Regions from separate parts of the Gossypium hirsutum genome. Here region 2 is linked to region 1. The links are chromatin contacts, called in public Hi-C maps. All regions are on one chromosome and are shown on one strand. Each heading gives the region's core, a stretch centred on a gene start, on an enhancer-like site or on the middle of the called end of the contact. The rest is flanking DNA. Distances are from core to core; before and after follow the strand shown. Region 1 has its middle 5.1 kb from the start of LOC107900143. Region 2 has its middle 3.6 kb from the start of LOC107900177.

The links. A called contact is a pair of places that touch in the nucleus more often than the background predicts.
Region 2: a Hi-C map of leaf shows a contact between it and region 1, with 2.7 times the contacts expected there. The contact joins two enhancer-like sites. A contact is called at or near these places in 4 of 34 Hi-C or Micro-C datasets (anther, hypocotyl and leaf).

The regions. Positions count from the first base shown.
Region 1 is chrA11:64,901,205-64,906,303 of Gossypium_hirsutum_v2.1, forward strand. No RefSeq gene overlaps it. Among protein-coding and RNA genes, the nearest start is that of LOC107900143, 5.1 kb to the left of the region's middle. Within about 2 kb of position 2,062, at least 6 of the 9 cell types and tissues checked have an H3K27ac peak or open chromatin away from gene starts, as enhancers often do. A contact at or near this core is called in leaf, where this site is marked.
Region 2 is chrA11:64,997,777-65,003,144 of Gossypium_hirsutum_v2.1, forward strand. No RefSeq gene overlaps it. Among protein-coding and RNA genes, the nearest start is that of LOC107900177, 3.6 kb to the right of the region's middle. Within about 2 kb of position 3,060, at least 1 of the 9 cell types and tissues checked has an H3K27ac peak or open chromatin away from gene starts, as enhancers often do. A contact at or near this core is called in leaf, where this site is marked.

The sequences.
Region 1 (5,099 bases), core at 812-3,311:
CATTCAACCCTATCATAGACTTTGCTCGTATCCAATTTTACCGCCATAAATCCCTTTTTCCCTCCCTATTGTGTCTCAATGTATGTAGAAGTTCATAAGCCAACAAGACATTATCTGAAATTAAACTCACTGGAACAAAAGCGCTTTGGGCCAGATCCATACATTTATTCATTAACAATCGAAGACGATTTGCCATAACTTTAGGCAATAATTTGTAAATTACATTACACAAACTAATTGGCCTAAACTGAGTTATATCTGAGCACTTCTAATAAAATATTGTCGGAAAACTATCCTCTCCTGGTGCTTTTGTAGGACCCAGTTCTGCCAGTGCTTCTTGTATCTCCTCCTTCGTATATCTCGCCTTGAGCTTTGAGTTATCCTCATAAAAAATGAGTCTAGAAATTCCTGATAAAATGTGCTCATAATTTCCCCTTCTCCTAGCCGAAAACAAGTCATGAAAGAACGATCTAGCAATCTCCTCCATTTTACCTATTTCATCTGTTTCTCACCCATCATCATACTGCATTTTTTTAATTCAGTTCCTCCACCTTTTCTGTGTTGCTTGTTTGTGGAAGAAAGCTGTGTTTTTATCCCTAAACTTTAACTAATTTACTCACGCCCTCTGTTCCCAGTAACGCTCATCTTTTTCAATATCGAAATTGAGTTGAATTCTCGTATCAATGAGATCTGTCAGATTGTCATCATTTCTCTCATCTTCCATCAACTTACTTAGTTTGGAGATTAACATCTTTTCCTTTCTTTCTATTATACTGAATCTATCTAGCCCACCTCTCCAAGCCTCTTTTCACACTTTCTAATTTGCTCAACAAATCTTCTGTCGAATTTTCCCAGATATTTTTAACCACATTAAGAAACGATTCCTCCAAAACCCACCATGCTTCAGATTTGAAATTCTAGATATTCTCTCCTTATCCTTCTTTTTCGTATACATAAGTAATGGGAAATAATCTAAGAATGTATGAGGGAGGTGTTGAAGTTGAAATTCAGAAAATAAAGAAAGCCATTCCTCAGTTGCTACTCCCCTGTCTAATTGCTCTTGGATATTAGTTCCTAGCAGATTACCCCGTTCCCACGTAAACCAATTGCCCGTAAAGCTTACATCCACCAGATTGCAATCCTCCAATACCTTGCGAAAAACTTTCATTCTTCTTTCTTCGTGAGGTAAACCTCCATTTTTTTTCGAAACCATACAAAATTTCATTAAATTCCCCACAAACGATCCAAAGAAGCTCTTTAAAATCACCTAAATGATGTAAAAGATTCCATGCATTATCTCTATCTTGTGAATAAGGGGACCCGTAGTACCTAGTAAATCTCCATTTACTTCCTTTTTCAACTTTTTCTATAATCACACCAATATGTCTCTGCGAAAAGCTTCTAAGCTGTATACTATTACCTCCCCGCCAAGCCAAACATAGCCCACCTCCAGATCCATTTGAATTTACATCTATACCATGCAGAAAACCATAACTTTTTCGAACTCGTTCCATCCGGCTCTTACAAATCTTCGTCTTCATAAATAAGACAATTTGGGGATTATGTAACTTCAGCACATGCCGAAGTCTTCGAATTGTCTGCGGGTTCCCCAAACGCCGGACATTCCAGCTTAATATTTTCATTGCAACCGGTCGGCTTGCCTCGGCAGCCGCCGATAATAGATGACTGACTTTCCCTACCCTCCTATTTTTTCCTTCCAAATTGGTCGTCTCCTCTTTAGCCAGAAAATCCTCCATCTCTCCTCTATTCCGCTTTTTACCCTCTTCTCCTATTAGTAATCCATCTTTAAGATCATGTTCCATTAAAGTGTGAGACTGACATTTTTTTGCTTTTTCCCCTTCGCTCCATAAGTTAGTTAGTCGTCCTTCCAAATTAATCCCCAATATGGGATCTATATTATTTTTGTTGCGCTTATTTGGCACTAAACCCCTCTCATTATTCTCCAAAATTTGTCTTTCCTCCTTACATACACCCCACTCCCCTTCTCATTCTTCCCTAGCCACACACTATTCATCGTTAGAGCTCGATCGGATTGTGCCCTCAAAGATAAGTCCCATCCCATCTCAGCAATTTCCACTCCTAATACCATCTTTGCTTTACAAAAAGAGTCACTATGGCCCAGTCGTCCACAATAAAAGCAAAACAGTGACAATCCTTCATATTTGAATCTGACATAGGAACACTTTCCATAACACATAATTTGTTTCTTCCTTTTTAAAGGCCTTCGAATATTAATTTGGACTCTTATTATCATAAATTTATATTTTCCTTTCCCAAATTTGATCCATCATACTTCATGAAAGTACCTATAAAGTTGTCCATTTGGACTGCCAGATTTTCCGAGAAAAAACCAATAGGAACATCATGTAATTGTACCCAAAAAGGGGAAAAAATTAAAGGGACTTTCAAAAGATCCTCCCCTCACTGCAGCTTATGTAGGACCAATAAATGATTATTAAAAGTCCATGGCGGACCCTTAATTACTCTCTCTAAGTCCATAATATGAAAAAATTGAAATAAACATCTTTTCTCCCCCAGATCTCGAATTTAAACTCCTCGAACCGGATGCCATAAATTTGCCATTGTGCTCTTCATAGCCGGGAAGTGAATCATGCTTGCTGTCATAAAACACCCCACCAGTCAACAAACCTTCACTCCTCCTTCCATATTAGGTTCATCCGGTACCTGTAAAATTGCTTCTTCCTCTTCATCAAGCGTTAACCCCGCAAATTCTATTTCCATTCTGATGCGTCAACTAAAACTGGCTAAATCAACTTGCCAAAGCCACGAATAAAATTAAACAAAACTCTGCTGTTACACCAAAACAATTAAACAAGAGAAAAACCCTAAAAATTGCCAGATAGAGCAGACAAAAACATGCTAGGGTAACAGACTTTTTTACTTTTATATTAATATTTTAAATGAAAGTAAAATCCAATTAATGGCTATAATTAATTCTTATTTAATTTGATGAATGCTATTAATATATGCATTTATTTTAAAATATATTTTTAGTAATTTACTATAAAAATAATTTTAATATTGTAACATTAAAACTTAATTCAATTAAGGAGATATCTTAAAATAAAAAGAGATAATTTAATTAAAATTAAATTAATATTTAGCATTAAGTGACAAGTAGCTATTTACATACTTATCTTATTTAATATATTTTAGGTTGAAATTTTGTATTAAGTAAAATTTAATACAATTAACAAATCAAATTAAAAATGTATTTTAAATTTTTTTCTGCCCTGGAAATTACCAAATTTCCTTATTTGAATCTATTTAAATAATCCTATTATTAAATTATTCTATACGTTGAAGATTATTTTTAAAAATAATAATAATTTAAACAGGAAAATAGCATAGTTTAAAGTTCATATTGTAAGAATTTTATGTAAATCCTAATGTTATAAATATTGCCTAAAAACATATAATCTTAAAAAATTGTTTTAAGAATTTTATTTCTAAAAGAAAATAAGAATTTTATTTGAAATGTAAAATATAATGGAAATAATTTAAAAGCCAAAAGAAAATATGTAATATGTTTAGAATCTAACGTTTCAAATATTGCTTTAGATATGTTTAGATTTACTCATAACATTTTTTAACTTTTAAATAAGAGGATAAATGCATTTCAACGTGTTTGAACCCATATCCTCCTAAACTAACAACAATACCAACCGTGCCAAGACTTAGTCAACAGAACATAAAATTCTTTATGCATATTTATTGGGTCATTAAAATAATAAAATATAAAATTTTAGTTTTAATCATGTGGAATTGGAATATAAGGTTTAATATTTTAAGATTTTGGAAATTTTTTATATAAAGTTTAATATTTAAGTTTTATAGTAAATATTACAAAATATAACATATCTTATCTTTCTTTGAGTATAATTCACACATCATTAACACGAGCAAATCATTCTCAACACATATCACAATAGATAGCATTATTGTGATTCTAATTTAAGCATTTCCTAAACTTTGTATTAATTAAGATTAAAAGAAGTAATATTTATGTATTTTTTTTATTAAAAATATTGTGTAAAGTTAAATGTATTTTGTAAATTATAATTTATTCTTTTGAATGAAAATGATAACTTGTATTGTTCTATAATATAAACTTGATTGTAGATTTCACTCAAAACTTTTGGACAATTAATAAATTAAGAAATCAAAATAAATTTTTATTTCTAATATTTATATACAAAAATTTTAGAAATGTGTTTTTAATTTAAGTTTTAAATAACTTAATATTTAAGTTTTTAATTGTACTAGATGAAATTGAATTTTGAAAAAAAAAAGAAATGAGGAAATAGGTAAAATTGGAAAAATGGATATTGTGATGCGGTTAAAAATTAATGCTTAATTTAGGAATTCTTCTTAAAAGTGCTTTTGGGAAAAAAATATTTTTGGAGAGATGTTAAAATTTTTATCTTTGAAAAAATTACTTTTAGGCTAATTTTTGACTTGGGAAAAAAAAATTTCTCTTAAAAAGCAGCTTATATAAGAATGATTTTATCCCAAAAGTGTTTTTACAATACTAAACAGAGCTTTAATTAAAATCCCATAGAACTATATACTTTAACCGAAAATGGTGACACATGATTTTAATTTTATTTTATTATTATTATTATAGCAAATATTAACTATATAAAATACCCACATTTATAGATAAACATTAGAAACTAAAATTTAATTCATCAGAAAACTTTTATTTTACTTGGAAATGGTCATTTTAATAAATAGAAAACACCGCACATGAAGTTAAATCGGAATACAAAACAATTAGTCAATTTAATATAAAGCATCATAGCAAATTTTCTCAAGAAGCTAAACACTGTTAACCAAAAAACAAATCCCCCGCCTAACTCGTTTCATCAAAGTATTTACCACTATATTCGCCTCCACAAAATATATTGTAATTTGATATTTTTTTTATCTACTTCCACCATGAATAAATCTATCTAAATATCTCTTATAAATTGCATGGAACTTTATTTTTTTTAGCACATCATTCAATAATAATTGCAACATTTAATTGTACAATTAAAAGTAAATTATCTTTT
Region 2 (5,368 bases), core at 1,810-4,309, 98 kb after region 1:
ATGGTTGCTGTCACGGCCATAAGGTCATGTCCTTCCTCATCACACACTGTATCCTCATCTTCCTCATTAAATTCCACCCTCTATTTCTCTTATTAACATAACCTTTTTGGTGAACTAATTGACACACTCTTGATATAGGCTTTTCTTTTCGTGTTAGAGGTCTCCCACTCTTCATCTGCACCAATTATGACAAGTATTGTGCCTCTGACTTTTTGTTTACCTTTATCAGCACCTCGTGAGCTCTGACCTGATGGTGAGGCCTCTTGAGCTACAAAATCTTTTAACTCGTAATTTCTAATAGCCTCCTCTATAGCATCCTTCACAGAGAAGCAATCTTCAATCTTGTGCCCCCTATCATTGTAGAAACTATATTTGTCTCTTGAGTTAGATCTCAACTGACTGGGTCGCATATGTGGACTCGGCAAAATTTCCAAACTTCTGACCTACTTAAGAATATAGGTACGTAAAGCATTTGAATGAGTGTAAGCTTTAAATTTTCCATAAGGAACATACATTCTTGTGCTCGCCTTGAGGCCTCTAGAATGCCCTTAGTGATTCATTCTACGAGTAATTCCTCTGTTGTCCCCCACCTTGGACCCATAGACCCTAAGATAAAGGGCCTTCTTGTCTAGCTCACTCTGGTGACCCCTCAACTATCTATCATCCCTCTAAAAGGTGTTGCAAGCTTCTCTTTTAATTTCTTCTGTCTCAACAAATTTATGTGCCCTCTTATATAAGTCTTCCAAACTCTACGATCTATTATCAGTAAATGAATAATGCACATGCTCATTTTGAACTCCCATAATGAAGGCATCAATAGCTCATTGGTCCTCCAAATTCTTTGTGTTCAACATGGTTGCATGAAACTGTTTCACATAATCTTGAAAAGATTTTCCATCTCTTTGTTTTACTAAGATTAAACCCATTAATGTGTTCATTATCGTCCTATGAGTATAGAACCTACCCAAAAACATATGACCTAATTGTGAGAAGCTTTGAATGAAACTATGTGGTAAAGATAAATACTACTCTTTTGCGCTTCCCTTAAGGGTCCTTGAGAAAGCCTTGCACTTCATCGCGTCTGAGGCCCTTAACACATTCATATAATCGTTATACTACATGAGATGTGCTTTGGGATCCTTTTTACCTTCAAACATCGCTTTCGGTACTTTGAATTTAGATGGTAAATTCGCAGCTACAATCTCTAGTGATAAAGGATTGTTAGAACAAAACAACCAGTCAATGTCTTGTATCCCAAGGTGCAATGCCTGAACACCTCTATGCAAAGCATCCCTCTCGCTTTGCTATGGCTTTGCATATGCTCCTACAGCCTCCTCCTGAAGAGGCGCGACATTGTTCTAAAATAAAAAAGGTCGAATTACATCTTTCTTCTTAATTCCTCGTTCTGTCTTAGTAGTTCCTGGTGAAACGATTGTTGCTATTCAAACCTGGTACTCTGTTGAGTCATATGCTCTTTCATTAACCTTAGTTGTTCTTGTAAACCAAATAACTATTACGGCGGTGCTACCTAATCAAAAGGAAAGGATGGCCCCTGACCAGAATGGACATTTAAGATCAAAGGAATTAGAAGCACCCCCTTAGCTTGAGTTGCCCAAGTCTTTTGGCCGATCAACAAATTAGCCAGTGAAAAGATCGATCTTTCAAAGTTGATTGCCAGTGTCAGAACCTCCTGCTTGGTCTGATGGAAAGTTGTTAGGGAAATTCTCATTAAGGTGAGTTATCTTGATTTTCTGATTTTTTGATGGTCAAAAGTTTGTCCACACTCACCACACCAAATTGTTGAGTGTTTTGTCTGTTTGTCCTCCAAGGGGGCTAATTTCTTTATTTATATGATACAGTTCCTAGATGTGACATCCTAGGTAGGCCCACATGCATGCTAACATGTACCCTATTTTAATATCTACACATGTTCTCTAGGTATGAGTTCGCCTGCATGGTGATGGGAACCCATCATGTGTGAGCTCATGAAAGGATGCGAACTCATCACGTGTGAACCCATGTAAGGATACAAACGGGTTGGTCCTAATTAGATAACTGAGTAGCAGGTTGGTAATAGCAAACACCATAACATTATTCATAAAAAAATGCTATAGCTTTTTTACTATAAGTTATTTATAAAATATAACCTTTAAAGGTATGGAAAAATATATATTACTTATAAGAATTATTATAAAAGTTTTGGACAATTTATAAAAAAAAAGGTATTTCATAACTTCAATCATAAGTAGAATTGAGATGATCCATACTTCGTATATTACATGGAAGAATGAGATATTGATAATTTTAATGATGTAGCTCAAATTCAGATAATAACCCAACAAATATGCACTAGAACAATTTGATAAAATTGCATATGATGTTTATTTTCCTTACTATTTTTATTAGTAATCGTGTTATTAACTACTTTTTTAGGCTAACATGACACGTATGATGACTTGATTTCAATTTTTGTTACTTATTTAGAAATTATTATTTTCATAATAATAATTCTTATATTAATTAATATTTTTTAAAATATAAATGATATAATTGTGTACTTAAAATTTGTACTACAAAATATAACATAAACAATTACGATATAATTATACTTTGTCAGCCAAACATGTTTAAGGGATTACAATTCTTTGTAATTAAAAAAAAAACCATTTTCATTCAATTATCTTTTATTATCCAAACAAACTCTTAGTAGTTTCAAAAAATTATAAGTTAAACATTAGAATATATTAAAAACCTAAGTTTACATTTATGTATGACTGTTTAATTTTAGAATTTTGAAATTCAACCAGTTGTATGGCGTAAAGAATTTCGAAGCATGCATAGAACAATGGAAATACAAACTTCAGTTTCGAGGGAGATTGGAACCTGAATCACCTAAACAAAACTACCCAAATATGTCAAACAAGAAAGTCGAGCCCAATTAAACCGATCTGACATTTCAGCCCACAAAAGTGGAAATTATTTCAAACCAGTTACAACCAAACTATTAAACGTGGTGGGCCTGAAGACCACTGTATATGAAAATTCAAGAATATGTAGTGGATCTGACATTTAGCCCCAAAATTTTAAACACGGGCCTCATGATTTGTGAAACACTGTTGGGCCAAAATATCCAATTGTAGACATCAGCTTTAGAAGATGGGAAATGCGAAGAGATACGTTTGAAAAGATAGAAAATGCCATGGCTACATCCTTGTTATGTTTCCAGGACAAATTGCAATACATAAACAGTAGGAGTTGAATGGGTATCCGTATTTATAATTGACCTTCAATTTTCTATTTTAAAAATGAAATTTTGATGATGACTCAAAGCTAAGAGAACAAGTAGGAACAACATAATTTAAATTTAAATGTTTACAATTTTTTTTATCAATTTAAGTTAAAAAAAATTAAATTGCACCATCAACTTTTTCAAAAGAGAATAATTGATATTTTTTAATAGAAATATTGATTAAATCATTAATTTTTTAAACATGTCAACTCAAATAATAATTCAAGTGTATTTTTTTAAAAACTTTTTGAATTTTTAAATTTTTTTATAATTTTTAATTATTTGTTAACATGAAGTGTACATATAGGATGTCACGCGGCTTACCGCATCAACATTGTTAAAAATTAGTGTTTTATTCACAATTTCCGCTAAAAAAATAATTTGACTCTTTTTAAATGATTAAATATCAAATTTAACAAAAAATAAAAGTCAAATTAATAAAAAATGTAAATATCAAAAATTAAATTTATCATTATACCATATTTTATAACTATAAGTGTGCTCATCAATTTTACCGTTTGAGACTAATCATATTTGAATTGAGTGATATTCAAATAAAACCTTCTTTTAACAATAACAATATTAAAATTTAAACTAAAATCAAATACCTTTTCCATGCACTTAGCGGATGAAACAACTCCTAACATAGTAGCGTCAGATAGGCTTTCATAAAGAGGAAAAAGAAGAAGAAAAGTTGAGAAGTTTAAACGCAAGTGGAACATAAGTATAAGGAAGCAATAGTAAATAAAGTGGGGGGACAAAATTAAAGCGCGTATTGTTGATTAGTTGTAAATAAATAACACAATCTTCAATTCATCTTTGTCTGTTTCTTTCGCCTTTTAAAAAATGGAATAAAATAAAATAAAGACACCGCGACAGCTATAGAATCGGATCCAATTTGGTTAAGGAACTGGCTATTTAATTGTATGGCAATTTTTTTTTGTTTGTTTTTATAATATGTATGCCAATATTATTAAACATGATTTTAGGAAGAAATTTGGAAAATAAATAATAAATCAAGTTGTTTTGTCGGTCCTTCCTTGTCAAAAATAATATTCTTCACAAACTTTTGGTTACTTATTTTTTCATTTTTTATATATCTATTTTATGGTTCATGTTTAGGGTTCATTATTGTCTCGTCTAACAATATCATCTCTAAAGTTCTAACTTATATCATTATTTAAAAATGTAACGTGTCTTACCATTACATTCAATTATGAGTATTTATTTTTAACCCCAAATGAGTTTTTTCCCTCCCATCACATGGAATGTTTATGCTTGTAGACTTCCTCCTCGTAGTTATCGCCTAAATAGATCGGTAGCGTCATCATCTTCTTCCATGGTCGATTGCTGCATCATCCTCACCGCCCATTGTGTATCTGCCACTCTCGCATCCAGTGGTTGCCACGATAAGCCATCTCGGTAAAACAATGATGCGCGCAACATCCCACCAGACATAAATTGTATGTCGATTGTTAGGGGTTCTAATCTCCATTATTATTCCATCCTACCTCCTCTTCATCGTCAATTCTCAGATTTTCCATATTCCTCTCCATATTAAAAACCCAAAAAAGAAAAAAGCAAAAACTCACTCAGAAAAAACAAAAAGCAAACACTCGAATTGATTTGAACTAACAAAGGAAATAGACTTTTTTTTAAAAAAAACCTTTAAAAAAAACTTGTGAAAACAACAGACAAGAGCGTGTCAAGAGAGAGACATTTAAATTTATCATTTAAATTATATCTTTGTTAGCTTGCAAACAGATCTCAACTTCATTTAATCAAACTTTAGTAGAAAATAGATTTTTGTTAATTTTAACTTGCTAAAGGCCTTATTTTAAGTGTAGTTGAAATATCTAATAACTTGTTCCAATTTTTAGGAGAAAGGTTGGAAATTGAGAAAATTAGACGATATTATTAAGCTTCCAATTTTTTTCCTATTTTTAATATGTAAGTACAACTAAATACGATTTCTTATATTTGTAAGAGAATATAATTAATAATTTAATATTACACTTACTTTTCAAAATGTCTAACATGAAAAAAATAATTAAAGTACTTAGCGACTTAATTATAAGG